2 separate regions of the Mus musculus genome follow, and region 2 is linked to region 1. A link is a contact called in public Hi-C data. All regions are on one chromosome and are shown on one strand. The core of a region is the stretch at or near the end of the contact, and the rest is flanking DNA. Distances in the headings are between cores, read along the strand shown. Region 1 overlaps Ass1 (argininosuccinate synthetase 1). Region 2 overlaps Fubp3 (far upstream element (FUSE) binding protein 3).

Region 1 (4,532 bases), core at 2,032-4,531:
GCAGCTGCGCCACAGCCTAACTTTTATACCCAGCCACACTATCCTTTTCCTATTCGGCCATTTTTTTTCTAATCCACATTTCAGTTTGCCTGCCTCCTTTTTTTTTTGTTGTTGTTTTGATTTTTGGGGTCAGTCTCATGTGGCTCAGGACAGTATTACTTTGCATCAGAAAATGACACTGAACTTCTGATCTTCCTGCTTCTACTGGCTGAGTGCTACAATGATGTGCACTGGTTTATACAGTGCTAAAACTGTAACCTGAGGTTTCCTGTACGCTAGGCAGACACTCCTAGCCACATCTGTAGCTCACAGCTATCATTTGACTGACACTTTTCTTCCCACCTGGCTTGTAGGTTCCATGACATTACAGAAGTATGTCCATCATAAACATCTCACTGTCTTCTCACAAAGAGCTTGACATGAGATCAGCAAAAATGTGCTGGGAAAGATGCCCAGACAAGCCCAGATGGGCTGAGGCACAGGGAGCCTACCTCACCAGCTCTTCATTGTAGAGTGAAAGTGGAGACTCCCGACCGAGGATGTACACTTGGCCCTTGAAGACAGACACCTGCACCTTCCCTTCTACCCGCTCCTGGGACTTCTGGATACAGTGGCGAACAAATTCACATTCAGGGCTGTGCCAGAAACCTGCAGGAAGAAACAATGAATGTGTTTTGGATGGCCTTAGGCCAGGGCCCAGGAAGGATGGGGTTGCAGGAGCAGAGCCCAGGCCTTACCTTCTGATAGGCTCGGTTCTGCCTTACTCACTTGTGAGCTGAGGAACACACTCTTGTGTCCCCATCCCACCATCTTGCAAAAAATGACCTCCTTGTCCCCAAAGGCATAAAGGTCAGAAGGAAGGCATACCCCTTCTTCATGCACAGGCATACACAGGAGTTATGGGAAGACCCTGACCCTCACCCAAGAGGGCTCCATTTTGCTAACGAAGATAGGAGATCTTGGATAGGGCTCAGAGGCACATGCCATGAGGCTAAGCAATGAGGGCACCCAGAAAGGCCAGCCTGGTTTGTGGTCAGACAGGCTATGGGGCTCTGGGGCCTACAGCTGTTTCCATTCCTGCAAAATAATGCAGCAGTGCTGAGTGAAGCCCTTGTACCCAACAAGCACTGGGTATGCGGGACTGCTTTGGATGGTGTCCTGGGTAGGCCCTGAACTACTCTCTCTGCCCCGTGACCCTATACTCCAATGGAGGAGGAAGAGGAGAGTCAACAGAGCAAGCAGTTTGTCCAAGCTGACCCAGTCTGTGAGTGGGAGCTGAGGGTCAGTGACTATTTCCTGTCATGATAGGTGCTTTCCTTTATATGACCGGAGCATCCTCTATTTGCACACAGCACTGAGGAAGCACACTTCCTCCCCCTATAGCCCAACATCCTTGGACAGACAGCCTTTCCTTTAGGAGAGAGCAAGGGCCCCAGAATCCAAGGGACAGCAGCAGGTGGCCATAGTCAGGGTTGGGGGAGGGGCAGGCCAGGCAGAAGGTTTTTGAAAGAGCCAGGAAGGTGAGCCCACCCGGGCAGCTGTGGGGCCAGATGGTCTGTGATCTCCTACCCTGATAAGAGGGTAGGTTAGCAAGGCCCAGCTACTGTTAGAGGCCTGGAGAGGCACCACAGAGAAGGGATGGGCTCAGTCTTGTGTGTGTGTGTGTGTGCGCACGCGCATAGCAAGATATGATTACTTAACTGCTCTGCAGGGATATGTGGATTCAGTGAGCACTTAACTCTGCTGTTCCAACACTATGACCTCTGACGGCCCCTTACTGTAAACCAGGAGAAAGGCCCAGAGAAGCAAAGAACATGTACAAAGTCACACAGCAGGACCATGGCAGGATTCAGATCTGATGGAACACTTCTAAACCAAGGACTTTAAAACGCCACTGGTCTCTTTGGGAGGGGACATCAATCACCCTCCCCGCCCTGCATCCCTACCCCCCTCACACACACCCCCATCCCTGTGTCCTGCCTGCTCTTTGATTTTCTCAGTTGGGATAATTAGTCCATTATCCTCCCAGGCTGGAAGGCAGGTGGAGATGGAGCTGTTGATAGGAAGGGCAGAGATCAGTCTCAGAGCCCTGGCCCTGGCTTTATCTGAGATCTGTTTCTCTAGCCCACAGGGGTCTTAGGCTCAAGTTTCTTTCCCTAGTGGACCTGGCCTGAAATGGGCCAGCAGCCTGGTCCCATGGCACAGGAGAGATCGTGCATGTTCAGGCCTGCGGTGCACAGGGGGTGGGGCTTGGGGCTGAGCTACAGAGGGCTCCCCTGGCCCAAGCCCAGCATACAGGCCTCTGTTCTGATTGGAACAAGTGTCTGCTAGAGTTATACACTACACCCATTTTCATGTTGAGGACAGGCGGGAGGAGGCGTGTTAACTAGGTGAGGTACAGCTACTAAATAAAATGTTCGTCAGGCGCCTTCAGGGTCCTGAAGCTGGAGTCCTGCTGGGCTGACCGGGAAGAGCGTCTCACTGAACTCCGTAGAGCCAGTAGGGAAATCAGGAAAAGGGGAATAGAGGGAGATGATCAGGCAGAGTCAGGGACAGTGTCCTGGAAGCCTATGAACCTAGGAAGGCTTCTCTGTGTCCCAACCTCCCCATTTGTGCCCTGAGACCACAGAAAAGCTAAAAGGGTAGCTCTAAGGTAGAGTGATGGGTTGTGAACCGGGGTGCTTAGTGGGAAGGGAATAGACCCTAGCACGTCTTAGCCCTAGAGCCCTTGGGATTTACAGGAGGGGAAACTGAGGCCCAGGGAGGAAACAGATTTACCTAAGACCATAAAGCCAAGCAGAGGCAAAGCCTCTCAGCGCCCACACTGGAAATCACGCCAGGTCTCAGTTAGTTAGTAGTCGCTGGCGCTGTTCCAGATGCATGGTACACCCATGCCTCGGAGTGGCCATTTCCACTCTTTAGATGGGACAGCTGAGGAGAAGGGAGAGGAGCGGCAGCATCCAGCCAGGCTGGGTCTGCAATATGCCTCCTTCCAGCAAGGGGCCAATCAAGAGCACTCTGGACAGCCAGAGGGCTGGCTCTGACCTCTGTGGACACCTGGATATGGCAGAGTTAATGTTAGCAATAACGACCTGGTCTAAGTCTTGCTCCCTGCCTTGTTCCTCTCTCTGCTCCAAGGTTTTATTTCCTTTGAAAGCTCCTAATCGCTCAGCCTCATTTTGGGATTTGCAGGGCTCATTGCTGGCTGACAGAGCAGGGACTCAACCTAGGCACTGTGCCTGTAGCCAAGGCTTCCTGGGCGTGTCATGGCACCCCCCCCCCCCGCCCCCAATCAATCCTTTCTAACAGCTTCCCAGGTCCTGTGGGAGTGACTTTTGAAGCCTGCCTGTGTCAGGTTCAACCTTTGTAACTTAGCCACAAGACCTCTGATAAAGTATCTTTGCCTGGACCTCAGTTTCCCCATCTCTGTGCAGCTAAGGTTAGGTAACACCCATCAGGTGCCTAGTCCAGTGCCAAAAAGACAGCAGACAGTGAGAGATGCTGACACTGTGGGATCCCGGAAGCCCGCCCACTGTCCTCTGCCAGGCTCAGCCCTCGGGATGCCTCCTGGGCACTCAAGCCAGGTGCTCTCTCCTCTCCCCTACGCCCTGCCATGTCTTAATGTCAATCCCACTTTGTAACCAGAATCCACCTTTAAGCACCGGAGTCCTGCCGAGCCAGTAGGAAGCCATGATATTTAAACACCTGTCTGTACCTGGAGAGGGGGGATTGCACTTCAACGCTGAGAACAATGGCAGGAGGATAGAGTGCCAGCCAAGGCTGGGATGGATTCCAGCAGGCCTGGGAGGATGGGGATGGGGACAGGCGTGGCCAGAGGCCTCAGCCAGGTGGCTATGACTGACATCTATCCAGACACTCAGACTTCCGGCCCACAAAACTGCCAAGGTTGGCTGTTGGCAGCAACAGCCTGTTTTCTGAGAGGCTGCCTGACAAAATCGTCCAAACTAAGGAGGTGCAAATATTATAGACAAGGTCAGAAAATGTCTCCTATAAATGAGTGTGAACAAGTGCATATGTGTGTGTGTGTGTGTGTGTGTATGTGTGCATGCCTGTGTGTGTATGTGTGTGTGCGCGCGTGCGTGCACGAGTGCCTGTGTGTGCCTGGCTTATAGGTGTATGATAGCACTGCTTTGGTCTTTTTTAAAGACAGGGTCTCATTGTGTAGCCCAGGATTGCCTTAAACTTGTAGGGATCAAGAATGCTGGGATAGAGGCATATGTTGCCACTGTTGTAGGTTGTGTATGCCTTCAGGTTTCTGCTAAATCAACTCTGCCCTGCCACTGCAGCCCAAAGGGACTACAGGGACATGAGGGCTGTGTTGAATTTCACATAATTTCCATGTCATGAAAGTTTGGTTTCCTTTCCAATCATTAAAAAAAAAAAAAAAAAGCTTAAAATGATTCTTAGTTCACAAGTGGCAGAAAAATGGGCACCAAGCCAGGTCTGATCAGGGACTGGGGCTTAGGGCCCCTGATTCCCACTACGAAGACTGTATATAAAGTCTGGGTCCC
Region 2 (4,918 bases), core at 1,798-4,297, 110 kb before region 1:
TCCACTGAAGTGGGGACAAGAGCCAGGCTTGTGACGTTTGCTAGCAACATGGTAGCCCATGATAGAGAGATGGCTGGAGAGCTGAGAGCTTCAGTTCTGGGCTAGGGTGCCTGCTTCTCAGGGAAGTGATGGTCAGATAATCTGACACAGCAGAGGGTTGTAGATTTGTTTGTGAAGAGCCAGAAGTGAGATTTCCAGAAAAGTCACTTCACATCAGAATGAAGCAGCTTTGACCAACCACGCCCATTTGTCACCCATGTTACTATGGTGTGAATCTGGCTGCTTGCAGGGTGCCATCCTGTCCTAGCTGGTCTTTTCCAGGTGCTGGCTGCTGAGACTCGGCGCGGGGGTGACGTGGGGTGGAATAGCTCTGTGCTGTGTTTAGATCAGCTTGCCCCCACTGCACTTGCAGAAAGCCACCATGGTGGTCAGGACCAGCTGCCACTTCCCATGGTGACCTTAGCTGGATTCATCCCACTTCATGAACAGGGTGGTCGGTCACACTGAGGCTGGAAGTGTGTTCCTTTTCTCCTTGCTGTGACAATCCCTCACCAAAGCAACCTAAGGCAAGGCTCCTTTGATTCCATCTATTCAGTGCGTCACGGCGGGGAGGCTGTGGAGGCAGGAGCATGAGATGGCTGGTCACATTGCATCTGCAGTCAGGAAGCACAGATGAGCATCTATGCTTAGAACTGTGTCTATATTTACAGGTGTACGTAGGTATCAACTTTGACCCACCGACATCCAGCTCACAGGCACAGAACCTACTCAGGCCTGCATGCAGTCCAATGCCCATACCTATTGCCTAAAGGCCCACCCAGCTTCCCATGCTCAGAGTTATCAAGCAGTGCTTGTGGCTTATCGTGCTTGGAGTTTAACAGCACAATCGCCAACGAAAAGCACAGACATCTGAAGAATGTGGCCGTGTGGGACGCAGACTCTTGTCTAAAATGACACACAAGCCAGACAGTGGTGGCGCACGCCTTTAATCCTGGCACTCGGAAGGCAGAGGCAGGTGGATCTGAGTTCAAGCTCAGCCAGGATATAGAGAAAGAAATGATACTGTCTGAGCTCTGTGGGAGATGGCACAGGACAGTCATACTGACTTCGATCCATGAATGACTGCAAAGGTATTGGGTAAGGATTTCAAATACATCTTAATGAGGTAAATGTCAAATGACTTCTGCTCTTGTCCTAGGACATTCCACCTCAGCTACCTCACCAGCAACTGTCCAGGGACTACCTGCTCTGTGAGTAGTGGGCTTGGCCCTACCACAGAAGGCTTGGACCACACAGCACCTGCCCCTTTGAGTCTGTGTCAAGGTGTAGGTCAGTACCTTCCAGCCTTGGGTCCAGTATGGAAAGGGTGAGCACTCCCTTTTGGAACTTGGAGAAAGGCTTAAGACAAAGCCCAAGATAACCATGCAAGCACCCTGGCTCAGCAGCCCCCTGTGGGATTGTCAGACCACTTTCTGGCCATTAATCTGAGTCCTTCAGGAGCAGTTGCATTGCATTAGCTCAACCTAAACCCCAGCTGGGCCCTGGAGGGCTGGAAGTGGGCCTGGGAAACAGCAGTCCGGGAGCCAGCTGGAGCCGGGCTCCCGCATGTCCAGTGCCCCTTGGTCCGGGCACTTCAGCACACCATCTGTATGCCTGTGGGGCCATAGGACAGATACATGGGTGATCACCATCTAAGATGGTCCCACTGAGGCATAAGACTGCCTCCTACTTGACAGGCCAGGGGCGGTTATGGAGGTGCATGTCTTGGAGGATGGAGAATTCCTCACTCCAGTTCCAATTTGGATGGGGCTGCTTCAGTTCAGCGGAAGTCCTGCTGAATCCTGATTGTGGGCAGAGCCAGCATGGGTGTGGCAAGGTGGGTGTTGGGGGAGCCCTCTGAAGACAGACCAGGCACCACCCACTCCTACCTCGCCAAACACATACTGCCCTCCATGATGACCATGCAGCTTTCTTAATGGAACACAACCGCTGAACCTGGTACATTTCAAGCACTTTAGCCTTCCAGGACGACAGACTGCTGATGGAAACCATCTTCAGAGGGCGGGCGCCATGTTAATGAGAGGCCAAATTTCATATGCTTGCAAACTTTCCCCCCTGCGGCCTGCTGCTCTGCACACCCCACCCCCCAACAGAAGATTGCATCAGAGGGAAAGAGAGATTTCCATAATTTATAGTACGGCATTTCACTGGGGACAAACGCTAATCTGTACTTACCGATACATTTAAGAAAATGCATCCTCCCGCAAGCCTGCGCCATTTATGACTCTTGGCACAAACCGCAATGCTCAGTCTTCAATTAAGGGACACCTTAGGGTTCATTATCACACAATTGCTCCCTGTGAGCCATGCCAAATGCTGTTTTGGCACTGAGCATGGAAGATGAATTAGAAGGAAGTCTTCCCTGTAATGCCCTCTCCAACTTGCATTACTGCCATCAGCGCTGCTGCCCTTGTGGCTGGCCCTCCCCCTCCCCAGTGGCTTTCACTATTCAATTTCTCAATGTCAAACTCGATTCTCTAGAGGTGTAGTTAAAGATGCCACATCTCCTTTTTGTCTTCCGGCTCTCAACAGGCCTCAGTGTGGCCCAGATGGGACATTCTCCATACCATTTTGGGCTAAAGGATCCACAGATGTGTCTCTCATTCTCAAGTGTGTGGTGGAGACAAGGCACACAAACACATGCACGTTATCGTAATGGGCCTGTTGTATGTTCACACACACACACACACACACACACACACACACTCTAATGGGTCTACTATTTCTCTTTCGATATATACAAACACACACCAGGAAGAGGGTTCTGAGCAAGGACTGGTGACTGACTACACTGGGACAATTCCATAGTATGTAAGTACAGGGTGAAGGCTGAGCCAGGCAGATGCCCTGGTAAGAAACTAAATTTCAAACCAGTTGCTTTCAAACAGAGATAGAAAACAGCCAGCAAGGCTGCCTTTCCCCCTCTGGGCCCTGTGGTAGGCCTGCGGTAGGTGGGGTTGTATTCTTGTTTTCTCAGAACAAAAGGGATGCATCTGCTGCAGTCTCAGAGTCCTACCTGGGCCTGCTGGGAAGATTTCACTGGGGACAAACGCTAATCTGTACTTACCGATACATTTAAGAAAATGCATCCTCCCGCAAGCCTGCGCCATTTATGACTCTTGGCATGGGTGAGTGGGCCTTGAGGGTGCCACAGGCAGGGAGACCGCCTAGGCGCGCGCACACACAGGGCAGGGCTGGTGTGCTTTTAGGTGAGAACATGCCACCTCAGAGTGGGGGGTGGGGAGGGTCTCAGCTCAGTGGGGTGCTGACCCATTGGCTTCCTCAGGGACCACACCTTTCTCAGGACCAAGCAGGACTGTTCTCGCTCAGATGCTGTCACTGTGAAGGCCGGTCCTTAGTGTGGCCTTAAGTCAAAGGGTCAAGTGTAAAGCTGCCACATAAAACGAACTTTACTTCAGAAGTCCCCAGAGGCTGTGTATATCAAAGAGTTGGGCTGATGCAGAGCCATTATCAGCTAGGCAGGGCAAGAGACAGGGGCCAGCAAACAAAACAGACTAAGAACACTTTGCCCACAAGACATCTTGTGGAAATTTTATTATATAGAGTGTAAAATGAATTGTCAGTCAAATAAAAAGAACATCTTTAAAAAACAACATGCATAACATTTCCAATGCCTTTTTAATAGTTAGACATTTCAAGCATCATAAGGAAAACAAGAACGGCAAACCGTAACGAGCACGTTTCAAACGGAATGTTCCTCAGGTCAATCCAAAATGCAGGAAAAAATAGCTTCAACTCCGTGTTTCCTTTAAAAATACATGTTATCTGTACAGATACACTACAGTAAACATTGGAAATCATAGTATCCCTTTTATTAAATCAAAATTATTTAACTCATACTGTTGTTAATACTAGATTTATTTATTTATCTAGTTAATTTGACAAATATTAAGAAAATATTTAAGGAAAAAAAGCAAAAACACCCTGGAATTAAAAAATAGTTACTACATTTTTTTATATGGTTTAATGTCCACAGTGTTTGTTAAAAGTTATATTGAATTTCTTTTTAATATTAAAAATAACAGTATTTATATTTCTGAGAATAGAGAAAGGCTTTTTGTTTTTAAAACCAGCTTGGAGGTCTTAGACACACAACTGCCCTGGATAATGGAGACGAGCAGCTTACACGAAGGCAGACCGCGTCTCTGCATCACCATCAAAACGCTAGAAATGACATAACCCACAAATGACCCTCCCGCAACACAAGGACCCGTCTCAGTTCAAAATTCACATCATTAATTACAATACATAATAGTTCAGTTTTTTTTAAAAAATGCAATAAAACCAGACAGCCAAGATACAAGAAATTAGAGGTGAAACACAATGAATTTACATTTACGAATATTTAAATACTGCTTCAAAAATTTTTAAAGAATTTGTTACATTACCACCTAAGACTTCCAAGCCATTTTTTCTGTTGTAACAGAAAAAAAAAAAAAAAAAAGGGAAAACAAAAACCAAAACCAAAAACCCAACAACAACAACAACAACAACAACAACAAACCCACCCCAAACTGTAACTAAAAAGACACAAGACAAAGCCATCGTGTGATGAAATGCCAGGCTCCGAGGAGAGCTTGGGCACCCGAGCTTGCAGGTTTCGCTCCAAGAGCCCCGGAGCTCACACATTTACAAAGAAATCATGACGTAAAAATTACCAGCAATGTTTAGTAACTAATTTTCCCAATTTTTAGAAAATTTCTGTTAATCTAAATATAGTGTTTCACAGAACAAAACAAAGGTCTTCATCAAAAGGTTTGCAAATCTAAAAATCTCTGTAACAAACAGGTTTCTCTCACACTGATTTCGGGGAAGAGCCGCGGCAGATGCCCATCTA

What was found. A called contact is a pair of places that touch in the nucleus more often than the background predicts.
Region 2: a contact with region 1 is called in a Hi-C map of the N1E-115 cell line, with 2.3 times the contacts expected there. The contact joins two enhancer-like sites. A contact is called at or near these places in 9 of 484 Hi-C or Micro-C datasets (the 3T3-L1 cell line, the HPC-7 cell line, the N1E-115 cell line and 4 more), 5 of 115 datasets of contacts at active chromatin or transcription factors (double positive thymocytes, embryonic basal ganglia, embryonic stem cells and 2 more) and 4 of 9 other capture datasets (adipose tissue, embryonic stem cells, liver and 1 more).

The regions. Positions count from the first base shown.
Region 1 is chr2:31,510,795-31,515,326 of GRCm38.p6, reverse strand. Ass1 (argininosuccinate synthetase 1) reads right to left here. Exons shown (of 16, transcript NM_007494.3): 14 at 492-648. Among named protein-coding and RNA genes, the nearest start is that of Gm32952, 39 kb to the left of the region's middle. Within about 2 kb of position 3,281, at least 12 of the 459 cell types and tissues checked have an H3K27ac peak or open chromatin away from gene starts, as enhancers often do. A contact at or near this core is called in the N1E-115 cell line, where this site is marked.
Region 2 is chr2:31,616,185-31,621,102 of GRCm38.p6, reverse strand. It overlaps Fubp3 (far upstream element (FUSE) binding protein 3), which reads right to left. Exons shown (of 18, transcript NM_001033389.4): 18 at 3,577-4,918. Among named protein-coding and RNA genes, the nearest start is that of Mir6998, 6.2 kb to the right of the region's middle. Within about 2 kb of position 3,047, at least 11 of the 459 cell types and tissues checked have an H3K27ac peak or open chromatin away from gene starts, as enhancers often do. A contact at or near this core is called in the N1E-115 cell line, where this site is marked.